2 separate regions of the Arachis hypogaea genome follow, and region 1 is linked to region 2. A link is a contact called in public Hi-C data. All regions are on one chromosome and are shown on one strand. The core of a region is the stretch at or near the end of the contact, and the rest is flanking DNA. Distances in the headings are between cores, read along the strand shown. Region 1 holds the start of LOC112733092 (callose synthase 5). Region 2 holds the start of LOC112733084 (probable hexosyltransferase MUCI70).

Region 1 (7,570 bases), core at 3,885-6,384, 190 kb after region 2:
TTTAGAGTAAAATAAGACCTTGTTTCTTGCAATTCTTTTATTTATTTGCATCGAGCAGATAGTAGTCTATTGTTTCCAATCATGCTACACTTTTACAGAATCACCTGAAATTTACCTACTTTCTTCTGCTTTAGTTTTTGCATTCAATTGCCAACAATTTTCTTCAATCTTTCTCAGGCTCCATCTGTTGTCTTCATTGATGAGCTGGATGCTGTGGGAAGGGAGCGTGGCTTGATTAAGGGTTCAGGTGGACAGGAACGTGACGCTACTCTCAATCAGGTTAAACATGGCACCACTTAACTTTCCAACTGCTTTCGTGAAGTAAAAATGTGTAAAGATTGGTTGATGTTTACTATTTACTGAATGTTCCAGCTCTTGGTGTGCTTAGATGGATTTGAAGGAAGAGGAGAGGTGATCACTATTGCATCCACCAATCGACCAGACATTCTGGATCCTGCACTTGTGAGACCTGGTCGGTTTGATCGAAAAATATTTATTCCCAAGCCTGGCCTCATTGGTCGCATAGAAATTCTAAAGGTTGCTCCTCTACTATGTTACATCTGTGGTTTTCGGCTTCAGGCTTCAGTTTTCTCAAGTATACAATACTGTTTATGGTTATCCTTTCAAAACTTGGCTATTGTGATTTTAGACTAATCTTTCTTCCTTTCCCTTCCTTGTGATACTTTGATAGGTCCATGCTCGTAAAAAGCCAATGGCAGAAGATGTGGACTATTTTGCTGTTGCTAGTATGACTGATGGCATGGTTGGTGCAGAGCTTGCTAACATAGTTGAGGTTGCTGCCATCAACATGATGAGGGATTCAAGGACTGAGGTAATATCTCCTATTGAAAAAGATTTAATAGTCAGACCACCAATTGTAGCTTGCATACTTTTATTTACTGCATTTCACTGTGGCAGATTACTACTGATGACTTGTTACAAGCTGCACAAATGGAAGAAAGAGGAATGCTGGATAAAAAGGAGAGAAGCATGGAGACTTGGAAGCAAGTAGCTATTAATGAGGCTGCAATGGCTGTCGTAGCTGTGAACTTTCCTGATCTTAAAAATATCGAGTTTGTATGGAATTTACACTATATCCATTTTGTAATTGACATAATCTCACCTTATCTGATTGATTGTTGGTGGAAAAAATTGACATTTTAGCTTTATGTTGCTGTTGATGCAGGTCACAATTGCTCCCAGAGCTGGTAGGGAATTGGGTTATGTGCGGGTGAAGATGGATCCTATCAAATTTAACGAAGGAATGCTCACGTATGGATTCTTTGCTTAGATCAATTAAACTGCATTACATTGCACTATTACAGAATTGTGTTTAGAGCCTTTCATTGTTTCTCTAATTTATAACTACTAATGTCATGCAGTCGACAATCTGCCCTGGATCATATTACTGTTCAACTAGCTCCCCGTGCAGCTGATGAAATTTGGTTTGGGAGTGGTCAAGTAAGATAAAATTCTTACTTGCTTTCCTCAAGTTTCCTCAGTCCTTTTTATTTGCTTCATTGGTTCTTTTTGGTTGCTGTTTTAACTTGTTTTATAATATTTCAGTTGAGTACGATATGGGCCGAAACTGCAGACAATGCGAGGTCCGCAGCAAGGATATTTGTTCTTGGTGGGCTTTCAGAGAAGTACCACGGAATTACCAATTTCTGGGTGGCAGACCGGATAAACGTATGGGTTCTCTCTCTCAAGTCTCAACTTCAATTTTCTCATTGCAACCACATTATTGAAATAACACACTTTGTTGCATTTCGTTGTCAGGACATTGACTTGGAAGCAATGCGGATTGTGAACTTGTGTTATGAACGCGCAAAAGAGGTATGCTGTGATTGATGAACAATTTCAACAAGTTCATTTCATTTCTTGTTGATTAATAAGAGCGAGCTTGCTTTGTTTTTGCATAAACAGATCCTACATGAAAATAAAGTGCTGATGGATGCAGTGGTGAATGAACTTGTTGAGAAGAAAAACATAACAAAACAGGACTTCTTTCATCTGGTGGACTTGCATGGCTCCATAAAACCAATGCCTCCCAGCATTCTTGACCTTAGAGCTGCCAAGCAGAGAATTCCAACAACTTCGTAATGATGAAAACCAGACAGCTTTGAAGAGCAACTCTTAAGAAATGGCACAACCAATTTTTAGACTAGTTTACTTTATAGTCATATTTATTGTACGTTATATAAAAAAAATTATTTTATAAAAATTATGTTAAAAATTAAATTTTTAATGTATTAAATACATAAAAAATATTAAAATTTTTTTATTATATTTTTAAAATATACTCTTAGAATACTAGTTAAATCCATAGAATATAATTAATAATTAATTCAAAGCTCATTATTTCTGGCCGTGTTAGTAACTTGAGCGGATTTTTCTTAGTGCTGGGAGTTTTGGGCGGCTCGGAATCCAAAGTTACAAAAGCCAACACTTTTTTATTTTTATCTGAAATCAACACTTCATTAATTTATTTATTGCATTTTAATGATTGTAATGGATGGTGGTAAGTGGTAATGGTGAAAAAAAACAATAATAATAATAAAAATGAATAATGTGAACACAAATTTTGGATATAATTAATATTTTAAATATAAATTTGATTTTTTATAAATTATTATTGTAAAAGAATGTGTATGAATATTTAGTTATATATTACTACATTCATAAAAATAATTAATTTTAAAATTTATTATTTAAAAGTGATTAAAGTACATAAATCTGACTAATTAATTTATTAAAATTTAAACTCATGCTGAAAGATAACATTTTTAATATAAAAAAAGGGTTTACTAACTAGAATTTCTCTTTGTTGGTAATTGGTGAACCAAAATATATACAAAAAAGATTAAAGTCACACGGACGAGTCCAAACGATAGCGGTGCATATTGCATGACTGAAAGTTTATAATTTAGAATAAACTTTTTCGTTCAATTTGTTAATTTGTTGTAACAACTTTTTAAGTTACGGTTTTTTTTTTCGTTTTTTTTTTTCTTATCTTTTTCCTTCTTTTAATATTTTTTTTCCTTTCAAATTTAAGTAAGTTCTTTTTTCTCCGTTATTCTTCTCCTTCTCTTTCTTTTTCTTTTTCTTCCAACGAAACACACGCAAATTTTTTTTTCTTCTAAGTTTGCACACGCAAATTTTTTTTTTTTTCTTTTTCTCCTCTTCTTTCTTCTTCTTTATAGTCATGACCAATAACATCAATATTTTGCAAATGTTTTTATTAGTTCTGATTTTCTCTACTGCCATTATTAAATAATTCCGGTTCATTTTTTAATTTATTTAAGCTTATTTGTGTGTTAATTCTCAGTTCATTTGTATGTCAGTTCACTTGATACTACTGATAAGTATTGACTAAATTTTTTATTCACAAGTGAACTGAAATTAACACACAAGTGAACTGAAATTAACACACAAATGAATTAAAATAAACTAAAAAATGAACTGCAATTATGTAATGATGGCACTAGAAAAAATCAGAATCAATAAAGATGTTAACAAAATATTGGTGTTGTTAGTGATGACGATAACAAAGAGAAGAAGAAAAAGAATCTACGTGAATTTAAAAGAAGAAGAACGTAAGCATGAATTTGAAACAAGAAGAAGAAGAAGCGTGAGTAATAACGTTCTTTTAATGAGAGTGATTTTTGTTGGAGTTGGACCTATTTAAATAAACTTAAATGAAAAAATATTTGAATGCATAGCAATTTTATATAATTTATATATAAATAAATAATAAATATTAAAAAAATTATCAAAATTTATTTTTTTTGTTATTATTTAGTCAATACCTTCATTCTTTTAGGAAGTGTAGTTTTTAAATTCCTGAAAATCTTACATTATAAAATAACATAATAAAGATTTTGGTGTGTAAAAATTTTTAAGAATGTAAACATTTTCTTAACCACACCTTCTTTTAGTATAGATTTTTTAGTCTAATAATCTAATAATATATTTTATCTTATATTTTTAAATATTAATAATTAAATAATAATTAAAAATAATAAATTTTAATGATTCTCTAATATTTTTAGTAAATAAATAAAGAACAATAATACTACATGATCAGTAAAAATTATCAATTTTAATTAATACTTAATTAATAATAATTTATACTCATATTTATAAATATTTTACATACAAAAATATATAATTTTGTTTATATTTATCAAAATTTTGTATATATAAATCAATACCATTTATATCTATAATTTTTAAAGTTTATACAAAGGAATGAATAAAATTTATTTATTAAAAATACTAAAAGATGCTGAATTTTTTCACGAATAATATTCGAGAAAAGAGTGACTTGTGACGTGAAGAATAACTGAATAACCGAACGTGGGATGGGTTGGCGTCTTAAGAGGAAAACGGATTTCCATTGAAATTTAAGTCCTTCCCTAAGACTTCGAAGGGTTCAAACTCTTGTCAACGCGCGCTCACTCACTCTCTCACACTCTTCTCTCTCTCTTACCCTTCACCTCCGGAAACGGTGCTCTATCTTCCAATCGTTCTCACTCTCACATCTATCTCACCGCACTTCTCTCTATACTCACCTCTATATTTCTGCTTCTTGCAGTTTATATTTCCTCTTTTCTCTTCCTTTCGGATTTCTGTTCTTGCGTCTTGAATCTCGCTTCAAAATATATAATGCGCATACAGAGACCCTACCATCATCCAAAATCCACAATGTGATTCTCCGATCCCTTACCTTTGATCACAGGTACGAACAATAACGTGTGAATTTCTACAATAATCAATCCAAGATTTTATAAACATATTCAAACATTCTCACGTTCTTGGACGGTATAGTAACCATTTCCTGCAATATAATGCATATTGATTGATATATGAGTCTCATTCCTATTATTGAAGGATAATAATTTGTGTTTAATTTGATTTTACATACGAGGATCGGAGTTGAATTTTCCTAGATCGTATCTAGCTAGAGATTGTTAATTTAACTTGGATTTTGTGTTGGAGAAGCGAATTAATTAACTGAGTGGTTGAGTGAGAACTGCAGGAAGAAGAGGATACGGAATAGAGAGAGATATCTATACGGTATAGACAGAGCGAGTCACGTACGTAAAGAAGAATGTCACAACTAGACGGAGTAATGCCGCCGCCCACGTTGGTGAGGCGGGGTTCAAGGAGTGCCTCCACCACCTTCAACATGGAGGTTTTCGACAACGAAGTGGTGCCGTCCGCACTCGCCTCCATTTCTCCCATTCTCCGTGTCGCCAACGAGATCGAAGCCGAGCGTCCCAGGGTTGCCTATCTATGTACGTAACGGATCGATCATTATAATAATAATAATAGTGATTTTGTGTTATTGAATTTTGAAATATGATGTGCAAATTAATGTTGCTGAGCGCGTAATGATAATTGCAGGTAGGTTCTATGCCTTCGAGAAAGCGCACAGGCTGGATCAGACCTCCACCGGCCGTGGCGTTAGGCAGTTCAAGACGCTGCTGCTGCAGCGATTAGAGAGGGTAAGCCTGTAGTTTCATTTGTTTCGATTTTCTCAACTAACTCTGCATTATGTATTTCATGCGTGAATGAGGACTGCTGAAGCCTGAGTGTGAGTATATATACCGTGCGTGAAACAAACACAGCACATGATAATGCTCTAATCTCCCTTCATGCAAGAAGTTCATGCATGTTCAATATTAGATATGGACTTTGATGGATAGACAATAACTTTTATGAACAATATAAACAATGAATTTTAAAATTGGCTTAATAAAATAAAAATTTATTACACCTCTAAATTATCAACTTAAATCTTAATATTAGAATAACTATCTGTACAGCTAATGAATTAAACATCTAATATATTTATTGTTCATATTGTTTAATATTTTTATTATCTATCTTTATCTTTATTTTTCTTAGATTAAATTGTGCGTTGTTCTCTACTTTCAGTAACTTTGTTGCATTTTTATTGTTGTTTTAAGTTACTATCTCTCTAATATTACCGTATAAAAAAAACTTTTACCTTTCTCTAATTGGAAAAAAAAGTTTATTCTATTAGTGATTAATAATGGTCTACTGGTGATCTTCCTCTCGCCCAAATTTTCACGGCTGTGGTGATAAATTTTCAACTAAAATCTCGTAGATGAGAGGTTTTTGTAATTATTATTATTATTATTATTATTATTATTATTATTATTATTATTATTATTATTTAACTAATACGCGTTCTAAAATTTGATTATATTAGAATTATTAATTAATTTAAAAAATAATTAAAATTTAAAATTTTAATATACTTATTATATTTTTATTAAAATAAAATTCTTAATAAATTTATTAATATTATGTTTATTATATACTTTTACTTATATTATTATTATTATTATTATTATTATTATTATTATTATTATTATGTTGTCGTCTCTAATGGGCGGTGGCCATGGTTTTATCGTGGCTATGGTGGTCGAATGACGTGACATGCAGAAAAAGATGACATTTTGATGTATGTAATTAAATTGACCGGTTAATTAGCTAAGTACGGTAAATTTCACATGCTACTATAACAGTGGACAAGGGCTAGTAGAGGAAATTGAATTTTGATTGAGGAAGAAATTGTTGGAGATAAATAAAAAATTAGAGAAATTACAATTAGAGTTTGAGGAAGAAAAAATTGTCAAAGATTGGAGATAACAATGGTACGGTAGATGAATCTAGCAAATCGTCGCAACGGACGGAGTCGGTTAACTCATAACTGAGGTTGATTCGTGAATTTCGACGGCACCAGACGGTATTTACCGGCCGTCCGCCGTCGTTTATTGCCGGAGTAAGATCTGGAGAGAAGTCATAGACGCTATTTCCACCCCTCCTTATTGCCATGGTTGAGACTTGAGAGAAAGTCGTATCTACTATATTTGTGGACTATGTGTACCAACCATCAACAAACTACCTTCTCCTATTTATCTTATTAATTTGTCAATCCTCTAATCCACCCTCACAAGACTCACCAATAAGTCACCATTCATAACGTAAGATTAAACTTGCCATTTTAAGTTGAGATCTCTATCCCACCATATTTTCCAATTACAACTTACAAGTTTAACACCTTTCTTTTAATTCCGAGAACACATAACATAATATGGCATTACTCAAACAACATATTCATGATAAAACTAACAATATTCTTAGTAGCTTCCACCGTTCAAAGCCACCGATTCATAAGTGCTTATTTTTATTTTATTTTATTTTTTTGTTATGCCTCGGAGAATTCATTAGCACGGGGTTTTATTGTCCTAACCCTACCAACTTGGACTAATATTAATTTTTATTGGATTTATTCTCCTCCTTATATGGTTTTCATCCTACCCAACAAATCATTTTTTGGGTTAAAAAATTCATTTTCACTCTTCTGGATTTTATTATCCGTTTCCACCTGAGCTCAGACCATGTACACATCGTTTTCGGCCTACAATTTCAACTATGCCCTGCGAGGCTGCGATAATGACGCCAAATTTACCGCACCTGAAAACAGCCTAATTAGTAATTACCCATAAGTGCTTGTGATTAAGCTAACGGAGTA
Region 2 (7,132 bases), core at 4,254-6,753:
AGAGCTTCTTGGAGCGATCACTTATATTTGATGGTTGATGAGGTAGATCATAGCCGTCAAAAATGCCAGATGCAACAACAAATTTACATTTCTTGACATATTTGATGTCTACAGGATCCATGTCAGCACCACCGCCTTGGATAAATCCACAGTGCACCTGATCATGGAGCCCACAGGAAAACAAGATTCAGCAATGGCAGATAACACATAAACTTATAAAACTGTGAAGCAGTTGCAATCAGAATTAACTATATCAAACATCACAATAAATTTACCTTCATATTTGATTTTAGTTTGAAACTTTCCTCCCTCTGCTTCCAACTTATATGGCCTCCAAAAAGAGGAGATGATTGAGAACCATTATGTGAAATTTCATCTTCCATAACATATGATAACTTTTTAACAATTTTGTCAGAAGTTCTTCCATTTGGGATAATAATTTTATCAGGGTTGTTGGCAACAGGAATAGGGCACCCTAATGAATAGAAGAAGTAAATCAACCATCTGTTATTATTTGGTATAGTCTAAGATGAATGGTTGGAGGCCAAACTGCAAAAATCTTACTGTGAGGTTTTGATACAAGTCCCATAGTGTCTAACATGTAGTAAACCTTGCTTTCTTTGTTACACATAACTGCAGGTCAAGTAGAAACCACATAATTTCAAATATTATGACACTTCATGGACTATCTTGGTGAAGAAATTTGAAGACAAATTTGGTGAAGCATAAAATTAAATAATCAGAATGTCCCCATCATTTTGCAATCATACTCATAGCAAATGTGCATATAAATACACCAATAACAACGTAGACATATGCATTTGCACAGTTATGCTTCAGAAACAAAATGCATATTAATTATTGCGCAGTCCTATTTCCCTTCAGTGAAACCTCTGAATCATCAAAGAGTTAAGGGCAAAGTAACTAGAATAACAGGAAATAGAGGAGGAATAATTTCTTATACACCAATAAATCATTAAATTCATGTTTCAGTACCAAATCTACTAGTTCAAGCTTTAATAAAAATCTGAGTTACTTCCTGAATCTACAGTGAAGGGAAAAAGAAAAACGGCCCCCCCGGGGGGGGGGGGGGGTACTATTTTTAGGTATAAACTAGAGAGACAGAATCTCCAAATTATATTGCTCAAAGACAAATATCTATGGATTTAGGGTTTAGGGAGTTCGCTTTCTAATACTGGGCAACAGAATACAGCCACAAAAACTAAAATCTAACATTGATGTTATCTATTCCTTTCTGCCTAATTCCCAATAGATCAAGTGAAGGATAAAAGTATGATGAAATGCTCATGTGATCATAATCAAGGACAGCTAATGATAATGGATGAACTTGAGAAGGCACACAAGTAGTATCGGAATGTGCTAACCTGATAAAAAGGAGACAGTAGATTGACAAGACCATATATGGAACAACAATGCAACAAGAATTAATAGCATCCACAGGATCCCCGCAACAAGAACCAATTGAATAAACCCCTTCCGCCAAACAATCTTAACCGGGTAACCATCTTGGGAGGCCCACCCTGAAGAAAGGAAACCCGCTTCTGAATCTGCATTGCCAACCCCAAAAAAAGGTTACAAATTTTGTACATCAGCCAAAGCCAAACTAGTTGTTTACTTTCCCAGCATGCCATTTAGTAAAGAAAAAAGAAAAAGGCAAGCTTTTTTAACAAATTAAGAACCAAACATACTTGATGGCATTCCTCCATTACCTTTATCAGATGCGGTTTGATTATTTCGGTCTCCTCTACGATTGGGGCGCAAAGACAAAGACTTCTGAAGATCACCTTCCATATTTGATTCTTTCTTCAGCTCGTCATTACTGGAATCGCATATGAACAAAGATACACACAGATCTGGGTGTGTGTGGTTCAAGGATTAATTTTTATGCCTAGGAATATCATTACTAGAAATATGATTCATGAAGAACATAACACTGCTCTAGTTCAATATTCCAAACCACAATATTTTATTAGTTGAATGGTAAAAATACACATCAAAATATGGTTAAAGAACTATAACAATCTAATTAAGATAGCATATACCAAAGAAAACAACGATTATTTTCCTTGATTGATAAAGGAAAAGCCGTGAACAGCAACAGCGAACAGCGAACAACGAAGTAATGAACATCAAGTGGAAGCAAACAATACAAGTGATACAAATGGAGAAGTGAATAGCAACAATAATTGAAGGAAGAGACAACCAAAACCACTAACATAAAGAGCAGTTGGAGAACACAGCCACTGTGAAAGTGTTATAGAGGCATATCAATTTAGAATCCAAAACAAAAGTAATACACAAGCAAACATGCAATTTTAGAATCTAAAGTGTTAAGAGTCATATCACTGAACACTTGGCGTGCATGAATTTATTAAACAATAATTATCACAATCCAAGCAAATCAAATGCACGAATTCCTTAATTTTAAGCACATCAAACCAAAATCAATCAAGAATTATTTACAAATCATCAATAACACCAAACTCAAGAACTAAAAAAACATATTCAAAGTTCACTAACACTTTACAAAGCATGCCTATTAACGGAAAGGATAAGACAAATCCTGAAAAAATCAATCCACAAGCTCTGAGGCCAAAGTAACTCATTAAGTCCTTAACTTATACAATATTAAAGGCATTAATATTTTAAAAAAAAAGAACACAAGCTAATAAGAAAAAGTAAAAAAAACCAATATGAGTAACTAAGAGAGAATTAGGGAATATTCAAATAAAGTTTGCCCAATTTAATTCTTTGGTTGATATGTATGCTAAATGTGACAGAATCGGGGAAGCAAATAGGATTTTTTCAAATTTGGCTCTTCAAAGTTCAGTTCCTTGGACAGCCCTGATGTCGGGTAATGTTCAGAAGGGACACCCTGAAGAAGGTATAAAGCTATTCATTGAGATGCAAAGAGCTGAAAAGACTGCAGATGCAGCTACCTATGCCAGCATCCTAGAAGCTTGTGCAAATTTAGCCTCACAGGCTCTGGAAAAGCAGTTACACTCGCACATAATCATATCAGGGCACATATTGTGTTTTTAATCAGATCAGGGCACATATTGTGAATTAGGGAGTATACAAATCACATGTACAAATTCTTCAATTTTGAGTACAGCAGTCCAAAATCAATCAAGAATTATCATCCAAATCATCAACAATACCAAACTCAAGAACTAAAACATGTTCAAAGTTCACTAACTAAAGTTAATTCTAATTTGAAAATCCTAATTCAAACTAAGCTAAATCTAAAAATTCAGATTCAATTAAATGCAAACTAAATCCGAACAACAAAATCAGAATTAACATAGAAACATAGAAACTTCATCAACTACAAGATCAGAAAAAAGAAAATGAACCCTGGTGCGAATTGACAAGATGAGTTATAGGGAGAGGGGGATGCTAGTTGAACTCAGAATTGGAGCAGCTAGCAGTTGCAATGAGCAGAGGGGATCAATGCGGTGGCGCAATAGAGGTTGCCAGGATGACGCTGGCAGTGGCTGTGCAAGGAGGGTTGACGCACAGGAAGCAGTGGCAGTTAACGAGGGGTGCGGTGGGTCGTGGCTTAGTGGTCAAGGATAGATAAAGACAAAGGAAGAAGGCCGGAAGTGTGGCAACCAAGGTTCTGAAAACCGGATCGGTCATCAAACCGCTCTAGTTACTGGTTCACTAGTTTACTAGTCCAACCAGTCCAACCGTGGTTCAACCGGAAAAACCGTTCCATGATAAAATAATAAGTAAATTATAAATAAACATAATAAAATATCTTTCAAATTTAAAACCCTATACAAACTATCACCAACTAAATGTAATTAATCATCAAAATATGCAAAATATGCAAAATAATTGCAGTGCACAAGTTAAAGATAGCCAATATTACCATAACGTAATTGAGTCAAAAAGTAAAACAAAACAGGCTCTTTTAATTCTTTTATGCTTGTAGGCTTTAATATAATCATTAATATAATCATTACCATGCAGAGGAACTTTCCTGAAGGAATTTATGGCAACCAAAATAGGCCCTGCTTTTGTCTGAATTGTACAAGATATGATTAACAAGGTTGTCTGAATTGTACAAGATATGATTTACAAGGTTAAATATTGAAGTTAGTTAATCAGACCAAACAAGAATATTTCCCAGTTGTCTCACTGAGTCCAGCCAAATGGAAAAAACATCACTGTGTACTATTGTAATTTTAGATCATATCTTACTTTCCCATCAGGCAGTGAAACAACAGACTCAGTTCCAGAAGATGTTGTTATCTTCACCAGCTCCTAATTCCCATTTGAAAGTTGGAGCCAACACTGAACCTTTTGAAATAACGAACTTCAGAAGTAAGGGAAAGAAATAGAAAATTCTAAACTATCCATGTCTCACTAATAATGAGAACAGAAAAACTCAATCTCTTAAACTCAATAATTACATCAGTTATCCAACTAAATAATTGGATCACAGTTATCATAAACTGATTTCAAAGCCTAAAAGCAGAGTGAAATTAAAAACATGAAGCATATAATAAATCAAAAGATCACCAATTGCAATTTTTTTAATAAGAACAATGAAAAATGAAGAAAGATTAACATTTTTCAACCCAATTTTAACACAGCTCATCACAATGATTAACAACAACAAAAAGCACTGAAGGAACAGTGAATCAGTTACATGGGCAGTGCAAATTTAAAATTTAAAAGTTATCAATTTAAAATCTATCATCAAATACAATCAGTGAGCAAAGCCAATTCAACCAAGCACTGACTGAGCATTCTGTTATGATTCTGTGACTGGGAAGCCACAAATTCAGCAACAAATTCAAGTTACAGCAACAAAATTAACAAAATTAACAAATCTATTATTCAAGTTTACAGCAACATTTAGATCAGCAACAAGGCAAATTTATTGATTAGCAATTTTTTCAGCAACATGCAAATATACAGGGAGAAGGGAAATCTGGAGAAGAGAGAACAAGGAAGAGATGGTGCAGGGACTCACCAACGGTCGACGGCGAGTCAGCGACCACCCGGCGGAAGGCGACGACGCAAGGGACAAACCCACGAGTTGCTTCTGCCGCCGGCGACGAGACAGGCGAACCACGAGATGCCAGTGACTGAGACGAGACTCGAGTGACACTGGGAGGCAGAATCAAGCAGAGACAACCACGGACGACGAGCAGCAACCAACGCGCACAGCTCGAGCACTCACTGGCGGAGGGAGGCGCGAGCAGCCGAGCACAGAGGAGAGAGGCGAGATGCGAGCACACGACGCGGAGGATCCGGCGAGAGGCCCGAGAGCACGAAGACGGTAGTTCTTGATTGCGACGGACGACGGCAGCAATCTCCCACTCCGACAGACGGCGACAACGATTGGTGGAGGCTGCTAGGGTTTGCTTTCTTTGGTGGAGGCTAGGGCATTTGCTGCAGGAAGGAGTTGGAGACTTGGAGAAGTGGGGGATAGTGGATAACGCGTGCAATCTTTTCCCATTCAGCAAAGGAAACGACGTCGTTTTTGTAAACCGGCCGGCATCCGGTCCAGTCTGACCGACCGGTTACCGGCCGGTTTAGTGGTTCTCGAGCGGTTTTAAATGAACGGTTTTACATACTAAACCAGACCGTTTACATGGCCGGTTCTCAGTTGAACCGGTTCGACAAACCAGTGCGGTCCGGTTTTCAAAACATTGGTGGCAACAGGCGAATAGCGAGTAAGAGCGTCAGCAACGCAACTAGTAACAGCAGCAGCCAACGAACAGAGTTTCTAACGAGAAGATGGGTTTAGAGAAGGATAGATGATGGGTTTAGGAAACACAAGCTCAGCAAAACAGAGATTCTGGTGAGAAGCATAGACGATGGATTTAGGGAAGGATTGAGAAGAATGTTTTGGTTTGGGCGGGTTTAAGTTTTCATTTTGCGCCAAATTTTGGAAAAAGTTGAAAGAAGCGGCTATTTATCCAATATTAAATTTTTTTTAAAGGGGGTTTATAAAACTCCTGCATACTAAAAATAGAAAATCATGTAAATTGAATTCCGAACAATGAAAAAGAAAAAAGGACTTCTCTTATCAATATTGCAGGAATTTATAAAAAATCATGTTAAATAATAGCGGTAAAATAAAATATTTTTTGTAATGCACAATGATTCTAAATTAGATGGAACACTACTCAAGTTTAGTGTACTGACCTGCTTAAATATTATTTAATATATTCAGTAGCTTTTTAAAAGATTAACTTTTCTAATTTTAATTTTAATCATATAAATTGGATATAATAATTTAAACATTAAAAATAGAAACATTAAAAAAAATGTATTAAAGTTTTTTAATTTATATCGTATAAAATTTATAAATTTAAATTAAATAAGATATTAAACAAATTTATTATGTTGTTATTATCTATAACAAAATTCAATTAAAGATTTATAAAAATTATAAACAATTAACTATTTATAAACGTTATTAACTTTACTTATCTATTTTTAATAGTATCTAATTTGAAGTAGAGATAAAAATTTATATTCAAAATACTCTTTATATTCATACATAATATCAATTGGTGAAAAATATTTTTTAAATTTTATATTTAATTTTTTAAATTATCTTTGTTTTTATTATTTTTTTAAAACATTAATTTACATTTTTGTAATATCCCTTCACCATATTAAACAATATTATTTCTCTTACTATATACTAATATCTGTACATATACCTATTATTGACTATTAAATTACATTGGCCTTCTTTCTTGTTTTTTTTTTCTTCTCCTGCTACCTTCTCTTCACCCGATCATTATGAATTATCACCACGTATTATCATCGCAACTTTTACCCTCGTCTATCACTATAATCTACAACCATCTATGCTGTTAACTTTTATGAGTTGTTGAAGCTTTGCTGGAAAAATTAAGACACAAAGCATTTATAATTTTTGGCCCAATTATAAAAATTTGATGTCAGTAATCCTATAAAACAATATCAAAATTTATTATTTCGAACTAAGTTAATAAAAAGCAGCACATAAAAGTAAGTTTTTTAACTAAAAATTTATATATTTAAGTCGCAGTGTAATATAATACATTGAGACAAAATCCAGCCATTGCAATTCCACGTGTGGCTGCTACCATATACA

Evidence for each region. Hi-C and Micro-C count contacts between places; a contact is called where the count stands out from the background.
Region 1: a Hi-C map of an unstated tissue shows a contact between it and region 2, with 5 times the contacts expected there. The contact joins the promoter of LOC112733092 here to the promoter of LOC112733084 in region 2. A contact is called at or near these places in 2 of 8 Hi-C or Micro-C datasets (leaf and an unstated tissue).

Annotation. Positions count from the first base shown.
Region 1 is chr13:123,344,148-123,351,717 of arahy.Tifrunner.gnm2.J5K5, forward strand. LOC112733092 (callose synthase 5) reads left to right here and starts at 5,135. Exons shown (of 42, transcript XM_072210856.1): 1 at 5,135-5,300; 2 at 5,410-5,510. The coding sequence starts at 5,135. It overlaps LOC112733091 (probable inactive ATP-dependent zinc metalloprotease FTSHI 2, chloroplastic), which reads left to right. Exons shown (of 15, transcript XM_025781958.2): 7 at 178-279; 8 at 373-537; 9 at 692-832; 10 at 919-1,077; 11 at 1,187-1,272; 12 at 1,383-1,461; 13 at 1,567-1,689; 14 at 1,780-1,836; 15 at 1,927-2,298. The coding sequence ends at 2,103.
Region 2 is chr13:123,148,902-123,156,033 of arahy.Tifrunner.gnm2.J5K5, forward strand. It overlaps LOC112733084 (probable hexosyltransferase MUCI70), which reads right to left and starts at 5,504. Exons shown (of 9, transcript XM_025781952.3): 1 at 5,009-5,504; 2 at 4,231-4,329; 3 at 1,731-1,874; 4 at 1,386-1,568; 5 at 565-633; 6 at 276-475; 7 at 1-157. The coding sequence starts at 1,812.